Regions from separate parts of the Mus musculus genome. Here region 1 is linked to region 2. A link is a contact called in public Hi-C data. All regions are on one chromosome and are shown on one strand. The core of a region is the stretch at or near the end of the contact, and the rest is flanking DNA. Distances in the headings are between cores, read along the strand shown. Region 1 has its middle 33 kb from the start of Gm32496. Region 2 holds the start of Stmn2 (stathmin-like 2).

Evidence for each region. A called contact is a pair of places that touch in the nucleus more often than the background predicts.
Region 1: a contact with region 2 is called in a Hi-C map of cerebellar granule neurons, with 2.7 times the contacts expected there. The contact joins the enhancer-like site here to the promoter of Stmn2 in region 2. A contact is called at or near these places in 6 of 484 Hi-C or Micro-C datasets (the N1E-115 cell line, cerebellar granule neurons, cerebellum and 2 more), 1 of 115 datasets of contacts at active chromatin or transcription factors (embryonic stem cells) and 2 of 9 other capture datasets (adipose tissue and liver).

What each region holds. Positions count from the first base shown.
Region 1 is chr3:8,592,152-8,597,855 of GRCm38.p6, reverse strand. No RefSeq gene overlaps it. Among named protein-coding and RNA genes, the nearest start is that of Gm32496, 33 kb to the left of the region's middle. Within about 2 kb of position 2,480, at least 20 of the 459 cell types and tissues checked have an H3K27ac peak or open chromatin away from gene starts, as enhancers often do. A contact at or near this core is called in adipose tissue and cerebellar granule neurons, where this site is marked.
Region 2 is chr3:8,505,821-8,511,434 of GRCm38.p6, reverse strand. Stmn2 (stathmin-like 2) reads right to left here and starts at 1,908. Exons shown (of 5, transcript NM_025285.2): 1 at 1,805-1,908. The coding sequence starts at 1,823.

The sequences.
Region 1 (5,704 bases), core at 1,231-3,730, 86 kb before region 2:
TTTGCTGGTCCCATCTCCTCCCATGGTAAATCAGTTTGACCCTGAGCCTGGGTGTGATTGACTACCAGGTCTGTTTCTGCCTCTGCCAAGCACGTATGAAAGTTCCTCCTACCTGGAAGATCCTTTCTCCAGTAGTTCAGTTAGAAGACACCAGTTTCCCCTACAGGGAGCTAGTAAAGTCCTGAGTCAATATGTATTGTTGACATGGATATTTCCCAGTCAAAGACTCTCAGCCCCATTGGAGTGGCAAAGCACCAGTTTTACCAGGGTGAGGCTCAGAAGAAGGGCAAAAGCTTTCTCAGGCCTGAGTTTGAGACTCTTGATAGAAAATGTTCACCGTAGCCACCCCCGAGACTGTTCCTACAGCATTGGCTAAGCCTACTTCCTTGTTCAGCTGTATGCAACAACCTTTCCTTCCTTCCTTCCTTCCTTCCTTCCTTCCTTCCTTCCTTCCTTCCTTCCTTCCTTCCTTCCTTCCTTCCTTCCTCCCTTCCTCCCTTCCTCCCTTCCTCCCTTCCTCCCTTCCTCCCTTCCTCCCTTCCTCCCTCCCTTCCTCCCTCCCTCCCTCCCTTCTTCCCTCCCTCCCTCTCTCCCTCCCTCCCTCCCTCTCTCCCTCCCTCCCTCCCTCCCCCCTCCCCTCCAGTTCAATAGTATATAATAAATTCACTGAGCTTCTGGGATGCTTCAGTTCCTCCATCAGAGAATCTAGCTTCTCCATGTCTGGGTATATGTCCTTTCTTCATTCCTTCACAGCCCAAGTTATGTCAATTCCTGAAGCCAAGCAAGGACATGGCATCTCTCACATAGCACCTTTTCTACTTTTCTTTTGAAAAATATTTTTGTTGCTATTATTATTAATTTTATTACGTTTGTGAGTGTGTAAAAATCAGAGGACAATTTTGTGAAGTGAGTTCTCTCTTTGCTTCACCATGTATGTTCTGAAGATCAAACTCAGGTTTGCCAGTGACTGACTTTATCCCCTGAGGCACTGCCAGCTCATGTCTAGCATCTTTCATTGAGCATCTCCCTATCAGATCAGGACACTTATGTTAGCGCCTCCATTATCATTTCTATCATTACTACACTCACATTAGAGACTGTCTATCTTCCTTACATGTATGTCTATCTTCCTTACGCGCGCGCGCGCGCGCGCGCGTGTGTGTGTGTGTGTGTGTGTGTGTGTATGTATGTATGTATGATCTAGGAATGAATTTTGGTTAATCTTGTTTGTCAGCTTAGCAGGTTCTGGATTCAGCTAAGAGACTCCTTTGGATGGGCATGCAAGGTTACTTTCCGGGAGAATTCAATAAGGGCAGTGGGCACCATCTTCTGGCAGACTCCCAGGTACAGACAGGTCTGTGGGGAGCAGTGCCCTCTTGTTCTCTTGGCTGTCTTGTGCCTCCCTGGGATCTCCCTTGATGCAGCAGCCACCACCCTTGGCTGCCATCGGAACCCAGCTGAAGACCAGTGATTTTCTAAGAACTGTTTGGGTGTTAGCACCAGATTAAAGATGTCATTCAGCTCCGAGGTCTGAGCAACTAGAGGTTCTCAGGCTCAAACAGCCATTGTGGGTAGTCTTTGCAAGATGGTCTAGGAAATCCCCTTCATCAGCAAGGCTCTGGGTTCTGTTCCTCTAGAGAACTCTAATTGCCCATCTTCTATCTTTAATTATCTAGTCATCTTCAATGTAGTAAAACACACACTCGCTCTCTCACACACACAGCATTACAAATAAATGATTTATTCAATGGTCTGCCAGGCCTTATGGCTTATTCATATCTCTGTCTTTTAACATAAGTGGCCCATTACTAGTAGCTGAGGAAATTAATACTTTTTAAATTTTTTTTAAAGAAGAGACAGTCTTACCCTGTGTCCCAGGCTGGTCAGGAAACCAAGCTCCTGCCTCAGTGCCCTGCGTCTGGGCTTGCAGGTGTGTGGTGCCAAGCTCTGCACCTCATCCCTGTCATCTACACTCTCATATCTCATCTCCACTGGGCACTTGGTGACCTGGTGATTCAGCGAACTCTTACTGTTAGTCTCTCTTATACTACTGCTCATATTTGTAAAAAGAATCCAATTCTAGTTTCTCAGGACAAGGAAGTGTGTTTCCATCGCTGTTCCTGCACATTTTACGCACGATGTTTAGTGAATAGCTGTTGATTGAATAACCAGGAAGCAAAGCCTGGGTCATTTCCTTCCAACTTTTATGGCATTTTACTTCCTGAAACAGTGTCTGGTTCCTCCTGCAAGATTATCTGAAGCTGTGGGACGCCCTCTTTGCTCCAATCAGGGCCTCTAGTTCTGACAGGAATCACATCCTTAGGTGTCTTGAATGACACACTCTGGAAAGCACCTGGTCACTGAGTTTTGCAAAGAAATGGCACTGTGCCAGGGCTTGCTCCCTCCTTCTAGCAGCAAGCAGCGAGGACTCTTTCCATTCTGCTAGCCAGCAGCAAGCAGCTCTGCTTTCCTCACTACCAAGCCAAAAAAAAAAAAAAAAAAAAAGGTAATTGCCTCTCATCTGTTTGAATAACCTAAGATGAAGCTAAATAAAGCTATTCAACAGGAAGGAAGCAGCATTTGGAAGTGCTCAAACAGCACAAATACCGAAGAGGAACCGGAAAATTCCTTTGCACCTATTATGAATACCTGCTAGGACCTATAGCCAAGTGACAGAGATGATAAATGACCAGGAAGTAAGGATTCAGTCTGGCAGATAAGGCTAATTGCAGAACTCTGAATATGAGTGCATCCCGCCTTCATAGATTTTAATCCCACTATCATTTTATCATCTTTGAGGGTTGTGTTTATTACCGATGTGGAGGGAGTGAATAACACTTTGCTTATATTATATATATATTATATTATGTTATATACTATTTCCTAAAGGTACTGTCTGCAAACATTCAGTGCAGCCTTGGTCCAGGGAGTTCTCATCACTTGTGATTAAACACTGCCCCCTGGTGGCTCAGAGGGATCTCACATTTTTGTCCTGAAAGGGAAGTGAGATGGGCCAGTCTCCCTATCTCCTTTGTAAAGTCTTCCCAGTGCTATCCTCTCCCCGCAGTGATATTGTACACCTTCGTGCGTTCCTCATGTCTACTCATCTTTAGCTCTGTCCAACGGTTAAGGAAACCCAGCGAGTTCCTACTGTGTGCGCGGCGCTCTGCTGTCGCTTCAGAGGAAATTCTCTGAACGTTTGTCAGTTGCTGTTTCTCCATTTTCCTAACAGGTTCTGACTTTCGTCACTTGTTGAATACAAACATTCATATTCAGTCTCATTGTTTACTGTAAATTTACCCTCATAGATTAGATGTGCAGGGAGTGAAGTGGGCGGAGACAAAGCTCATTTCCATGTAGTTCCTTCTGTGTTTCCAGTAACTATCTAAACATTTGGCACTTAACACCCCTCAGTAAAGTTCATGGGATAGGTTAGTGATTTCAGTGTCGATGTGGTAGCCGTGGGCAGTGATGAGCAAAGGGTGATGGGAAGAGAAGAGAGCTGCCCATTCTGAGACGTTCAGGGGACGGAGTGGTGTTCCCAGGTTCCCAAAGGAGGGCATTGGAATCAGTACACGTGCTGGAGGAGGGTCCTCAATCCAGGAAAACTGCACGCACAGATGTACAGCTGGGAAGGACCTGGTGATGGAAAGCTATGACCACTGCTGGTCAGCAGCGTTGGAGGGAGAAGCGTGGGATGATGTCTGCATCCTGCCAGAGGTGCTGAAGGGCAGAGAACACTATCTGTGGGTCAGTGGCAGCCACTGTTAGAGAAGGAAGTGGTGACGTTTGCTTCCTAGAGTTCTGTTTTCAGAAGAGAACAGCGCAGTATCCAACCAAGCTAAAGGCTGGTTTCTATGCACTTATGCACAGGGTGTGGCACACAGTCATTTCTACACACGTGAAAATAAGAGTTACAAAGAACGAGAATGAGATAAAGAAAGATATTTTTGGGAATGGCTGATGGCAGAGGGATGGAAGGGAGGAGAGTGGCTATGGTTTAGTGTTTGGGAGAGCAGAGAAGAGAAGGCAAAGGTGGCCAGCCCCCTCAGGCTGTGTGAGCACTGGGGAAACTGTGCACCCATGGTTTCCACGAGGGCTTCTGCCAGTCTCAGGGTTGCTTACTGAGCTCACAAGGTTGCAGTAAAGTTCTACAGATTCTGTACTCCCTTCCCAGGGCGTACTCATTCTGGGCTCTGTTTAAGTTACTTCTCCTCAGAGCCTTGTTTGTGTCCCCTACAGACCACCACTGACTGGCTTAGATCTAGCCTATACTTGGAAAGGCTTTAATTGTGAAGCAGGAGAAGAAAAGCCTCTGAGTTATCTATTATATTTTGTTTATTATTATATTTATGATTTTTTGAGATGAAGTCTCACGTAGCCCAAATTTGCTCCATCATCAAGGCTGACTAAGAACTCCTGATCCTCCTGCCCTCACACCCCCTAGTAGTAAGGTTGAGTTATGCACTGCCATGCTTGGCACAAATACATTTTAAAAGCTTTGTCTTTTAAATTATTTCTAGTATCACTTAGAGAATGAAAATAATTAACTCAACCTACTCCTGGTGGTGTAGGGTGTACCACTTGGGAAACTCAGTTTAAAGCCTGCTTGGAATACAAGAGAGCTCAAGGTCAGCTTGGGCAACATAATGAGACTCTACTGTCACCACCACCATCACCATCAACAACAACGATAATGACAAATCGACTATGCATGTAGACTTACTACGTGCTACGGCGCCTCACGTGAGACTAAGGTTTAATCTTCAGTTCAGCAAACCCTTTTTTCTTCAAGATGTGTTCATTTGAAGTTACTGTCATTGGTTATGGTATAAAATCACCAGGTTATTGTTCCTTTTGCCCTAATACAGTATGCACATGCTTAGTGACTGATAGTCAAGTTATTAATCCTTTGAGATTTCTTATTTGGTACTTATTGGCTTTAAAAATACTTTTCACACTTTGTGATCATATTTTTTTCCACTCTTCCAGCTCCTCCCAGGTCCTCCTCACCTCACTACCTATGAACTTCATGTTCTTTCTCTGTCTCTCAAAAACCAAACAAAAGCCCAATAATCAATCAATCAGTCAATCGATCAATCAATCAATCAAACAATCAATTAACCAACCAACCAACCAACCAACCAACCAACCAATCAATTAAAACATAGAAATACAAAGAAAACTGAAACAAAATCCAAACCAAACCAAACTTGGATCTTATGCAAGAGCAGGTAATACTCTTTTCCATTCATATTCACACACACACACACACACACACACACACACACACACACACACACACTACTTAGGGGTTTATTGTTGTGAAAAGACAACATGGCCAAGGCATCTTTTATAAAGAAAATTTTAAATGGGCCTATCTTATAGGCTTAGAGATTCAGTCCATTATCATCACGGTGGGAAACATGGCAGCATGCAGGTAGACATAGTGCTTGAGGAACCAAGAGTTCTACGTCTTGATCGGAAGGCAGCCAGGAGGAGGCTGTCATCATCTGCACTGGGAAGAGCCTGAGCACAGGAGACCTAAAAGTCCACTCCCACAGTGACACACGTCCTTCAACAAGGCTACACTTTCTAATAGTGCCACTTCCCACGGGCCAAATATTCAAACACATGAATCCACAGGGCCCAAACGTATTTAAACCAACACACTCAGAGATACACTTAAAAATTAGATATCACA
Region 2 (5,614 bases), core at 659-3,158:
TCCCGAACCACAGGGAAGGGGGTCACCTCTGTGGTCCAGGGGCCCAGCAGGGCGCGGCTGCGTCTTTGTGCGGCCAGGCTTGGCTCGCCTTTCTGCACAGCCTCTATCCGCTGGGAGGGGCTTAGTCCTGCGACCCTGAGCCTGGGCAGATGTGTGCACACCCTGAGGGGTTTGGGGCTGTTCTGGAAGGCGGGGCTAGAAAGAGGGGTGCCCGGACTGCAGACTGTTCAGCAGCCCCACCCAAGTTCGTGGGAGCCAGCCTGGAGCCTGAGTCTTCAGGGCTCCGCAGACAGGGTGGGGCAGGGCAGGGTGGAGCCAGTCCATATCCTTTTTCCTGCTCTGCATCAGTAGCTCGATCTAGTGTGTGTGTGTGTGTGTGTGTGTGTGTGTGTGTGTGTGTGTGTGTGGTTCTAGCCGCTTCCCCAGTGCAGGCCCCTCCCAGGCTGTCTACCCTAGGGAAACAAGCACAGGACCTTTTCGGAACGATGGCACTGGATCTAGACTGGACTCTATTGCGGTTTTACAGATTTGGCTCCGTCTGACCCACAAAATTGAAATTGCACGAGGCTCATCTTAAAGACCTTGACCTCTTTTGCTTTATGTCACCCTTACACATCTTTATCTGTATTATTTTCTGTATACCCTTCTAGGTTCCCTAATTGCCCCCTCCCCTCCCCCCGAAATGACCCAAGGAGTTCAGAATAGCTCCCCCACCCCCTGCTTCTTTCCCTTTTTTGATTTTTTTTTTGCCACTATGTTTAAATATCCTATTTAATGTGGTTCTGAAAAATATGTTAACGAAGAACAATGAGGCCAGGGTGGAGCGGCTGAGGTTAGCGGTCAGGTCAGGCACGCAGGCTGCTAATGAGTGAGTGGGGCGTGGCGGGGCTCTGCCGTTCCCGCAGGGTTGGGTTTTTCAGTGTTGTGCTGAGCTCCCCATTAGGCCCCCATTCTACTGAGGGTGTGGAGCTGGGTCCGGGTGGGGACAGCTTGACTCTGCACAGGGTGGGGCTGTCCGCATAGTATGCCCAGCGCTGCAGGTGCCCCCCCCCACACTCCCACCATTGCTTCACACACAAAGAAACCCCACCCCGGCGCCTTGGGAAGCCAGGTCCCTTTACCCCTCCCTGCCGCGCACGCTCTCCCGCCCCTGCAGCTGCCCACCCGCGCCCTCCACGCCCTCCTCCTGTTTCCCCTCCCTCTTCCTAAAACAAAGGAGCTAAGGTCCTACCCCACCCCTCCGGCCGCCTTACCTCCCCGCACCGCGCCCCAAGACTAGTGGTTTTTCCAAGATAGACAATACCATTAAATGTGCCCACTCCCCTCCCCCGTTCCCACTCCTCTCTCAAACCTCCAGGATGGGACCGCTTTGACTTTGCATTTTCTCTTTTATTCCAACATCACTCCCTTCCTGTCCCTATTATCTTTTTAAACTACAGAATAAATATAGGACGTTCAAAACCACTTTCCGAAATGTCCCTTCACCTCACTAAAGGCAAATCGTTAAGGTAGCCCCCTCCCCTCTGATGGACACTTTAGTTTTAAATATGGAAGCAGAATAAAATTCCTACCCATTGGAGGAAAACTTACCTGCTTCTATCTTTTAAAAAGAAACCATTTACTTTAGTTTTTCAAAGACACCCTTCCCCCTTTGGTCTCTTAGAGCTCCCTCCAACCTTTCCCGGTTCCTGTCATGAATGTCTTTCCCTTTATAAAATATCTTTTAATGTCTTTAGAGATCCGAGAGAGAAAGGGAGAGATTGGCTCCAGATAGAGCCCGTGGGGAGCAAAACGCGATTCTTACCCATTGCTGTTTTAGCCATTGTAGGGATGTGCACGCACGGAGTGGTGGCGAAGGCAAAGGAGAAGGGTCCAGCTGTAGCCGCGGAGAGAGCGAGAGAGGAGTCTGAGTAAGGCACTGAGTCTGCAGAGTGGGACCGTGCTAGAGAAAGAGCAAGAGGCAGGAGCCCATGAATAATTATCACGCAGAAGCTCAAGCAGATTGGCTCTCAGGGTCCCCTGACATGACTCCCGCAGAGTGAGAATCTCCAAGCATTAAATATTGATCGGCCAATGGTGCTGGAGTACAAAGTACCAGAATGCAGTTTGAAATGGAAATCAGTCCTTGTCTGGAAGCTCCCCCCCATTTTGGAGCCCAATAGTACAGTCCAAGTGGAGTGGTGCCTTAGCCTGGAAGCCTCCTTGGAGCTAAGGACTGGGCTGTGCTTACCTGTACCCAGGAGGCTATACTTTGCTCAAACATGTGTCATTGCATAGATTGGCACAGAGAAGGAATAGACTCAGGGGCCTGAGAACCCACCCCAGTGTGCTGAGTTTTGGAAAAATCTGTTTAAAGCTTGTGTTACCAGTGTTTCTTATTTTCTCTTTTACCTTTGGCCCTGCCCTTGGTGAATCCTGGCCTCCCTAATATATGATGGAATTCCCAAACCAACCCATGTCTGGCTGTGGTGGCAGCTCAGAAATGGCCTGGGCTACTGGTCTTTCTTTCTAGCATAGCTGGGCTCCAGAGTGCATGATCTCAGGAGGGTCTTATAACAGAGGGAGGGTGGCTGTCTTTTCCTCCCTTTAGCATAGAGGAGAGGACTGTTGGCTACCTGGGCAGAGATGTAAGTTCCATCTAAGGACATGATGCAAGAAAGCACACGAACTTGGACAAGGAGTGATTTTTCCTGCATTCACAGTCAGATTAAGCACTATGAAGTGCAATGAACTTTGAAACATTATAAACAAGGTATTCACTCATTCACTCATTCATTCGTTCACTTCAAAAAACATTTAGCAAATGTCCATTCTTTCTCAATTCCTATATTTTCTGAGCATGTGCAGAGCACTGGAGACACAGCATCAGGGATACTTTTTGGACCTGTGTTCATGGAACTTTTGATGTGCAGGATTGAACTCTACTGTACTGACATTGTATCAGCCTAAACTCATGTAGGAATTGTGGTTGAGATTTAAAAATAGCAAGAAAGAGATACTTCCATCTCAGAGATGAAAAAAAATAAAAAAAAGAACATCGTTGCAGTGTGAACATGAATGAAACACTCTTTAACTTTAAAGGTATCAAAAATTAAGATTTTGCCCATTGGTAAATTGTTTGGTAGTTACTAGGTTACACTTAAAAAAAAATTTTTTTTTTAAGTATCCTGAACAGAAAAGCAGAAGCGCTGTCCGTGGTGCTGAAATGGCTCTGCACTTCCGGTTACTTTGTAAAGCGTCTTCACACTCTGGATGACTTGCTGACTGGCAGGAAGCTACTGGGATGGGAGCATTCCTGACCTGCTGAATCACAGGGAAAAAAAAAATAAAATGAAGATCAATACAATTATTTCTTGAGCAGGAAGATGAGAAATTATTTCTGTCATCGAACAGGTCCATGACTATGATGCAGATAGAGTACTGTAGGAAATTGGCAGGGTTTGGAAAAAAAATGATCATTTTTTTTCTTTCCCCAAAGTCATTTCCCAGTATAAATGTGAGAGCTTCTTCCTTCTCTGAAGGCTAGTTAGCAACCAGAAGATGAGGAATCTTCAGCATGCCTGCGTGAGTAATATCCCCCCACCCCCATTCTACCCAGGCTGTGTGCCATCTGTATACACTCTTCAACCTCCTTGGAGGATGGGACCCTCAGCCATGACATAATGTCTTTAACAGTTACAATTGGCAATTCAATGAGATCTATTGCACTTGTAGCACAAAACACAATGCAGTCCTCATTTTTTACTCTCCACTGAGTATTCCTTCCTGAGAGACAGGAGCAGGAGAAAGAGGTCAGTGTGTGCAGGGGCAAATATCAGATGAGTGGCTTTTAAAACAATTGTGACTTTTTGGAAGTTCTAGCCACTTCACCACAGCTCTGTATGATTTTCCAAATAAAGAGGGGATAGCTTAGTATAAATTACTATAAAACACCAAGATAGTGAGTTATTGTCAATTGGATAAGAAAGTGAGATGGATTAAAAGATTTGTGTCTATATAGATTAATGCCTTTTATTTTTTTGACACCACAATGTGTTATCATGCTTCTTGTTCTGGGAAATTATGGCAAAATAGGAATTGGAAGTTTACTTCATATTCAGTACATTGCCTTCTTACTTCTTTAGCTAGTTCATGTAATCAACAGCTACTTTTTGAATGATGTTTACACTTTTTATATTACAAACTTAGCTAAGCTTCTTTTTATTGCCTAAAATGTATAAAAATGAAAAAAAAACATATACCTCTTTCTGAAATAAAATGCTTTGGAAGAAGATGACTATCTTTTGAATGAATTAGGTCACATTTGCTTGCAAATAATAGAGAGAAAGCCACAACAAAACAGCCACACATTGCCTCTGAAAATGAAGTGTAATTTCTTGGCTCCTGTAACTATAAAACAGAGTGCATTCATTCTAGTGATCTTTTCCTGAAGCAAGTGCTTCTCATGGTTATTGGTAATCACTCAGATTGAAGAGTAGGCACCACAAAAGTCCACTGTACAGTTAGTGCAGTGTCACAAGGATTTGGATGACCTGGCAGGTTATCATACATAAGTGTACTGCATCTCCATAGATATACAACTAACTGTAGGTTCTGTGACTGTGTTTGTAGCTTCCAATACATTTAAACACTTTAAGAGCAAGGGCTGAGTAGTGAACATCTTTATTTGCTTCACATAACATGATTCACATGATAGACTAATACTTACAAAACAACAACAACAACAGATACGTTGCTGAAATGCAAACAAAGCCGTAGCTCTGTGAAACCATATCGGTGCTTACTTATAACTATGCTTGTTGTGTCCATATTGTAGCCATGTACCAGACTGTTCACTATTGTTCATTTATGTCTTGTGCATTCTTCAAAGGGAAGAAGTGGATTGGATTTATACCAGTAGGAAACCAATGATAACTTTTGTCTCCTTCAATGGCAACAAGCTGGAGTCATGGAAGTTAAAGTTGTATTAATGGCACTTTTTATTTCTCTAGTTAAGTCTATTGCAACTTGTCTCTGAGAGGAGGCCAAAGGGATTGGTTTCCTTCCAAACTAGAGAATAACAGTTGCTGTGGATGATGAAGTGATCTAATACAACCATATGATCCTGTTATTAATAATTCAAATGTCTGGGAGAGAATTCTATAGTACTTATTAAGAGATAATAAGATGAGAAATCATTGCTATATTGAATTGTTTTGATCTGACTTTATCTGACTACAAGGAAACATTGAAAGAAAAGAGGCACAGATATTTTCTAGGTGTTTAGAGATTTAGAATATTTTGTAGTTACAAAATCATATATGAAAAACTAGTAATTGGCTAACAGTTTTGTTGTTTTGCCATATTTATATCCTTATAGATTAGAAGGAAAAATGGTGAATTTAAAAAGAAATGTACAATAATACTTATTTGACAAGAGTGTTAACCCAAGGAGAGAGGTCTGGTGTTCTTGGTTCAATACGGTAGCATAATTTTTCTCATATTATTAGTTTTTTGAGAACTTAATACGTTGTATTTTGATTATATTCACCTCTCCACTACTTCTCTCACTTGACCCCTTTCTTGCCCACTCAACTTTTTGTCCCTCCTTTTTTGTTTTAACCCACTGAGTTCA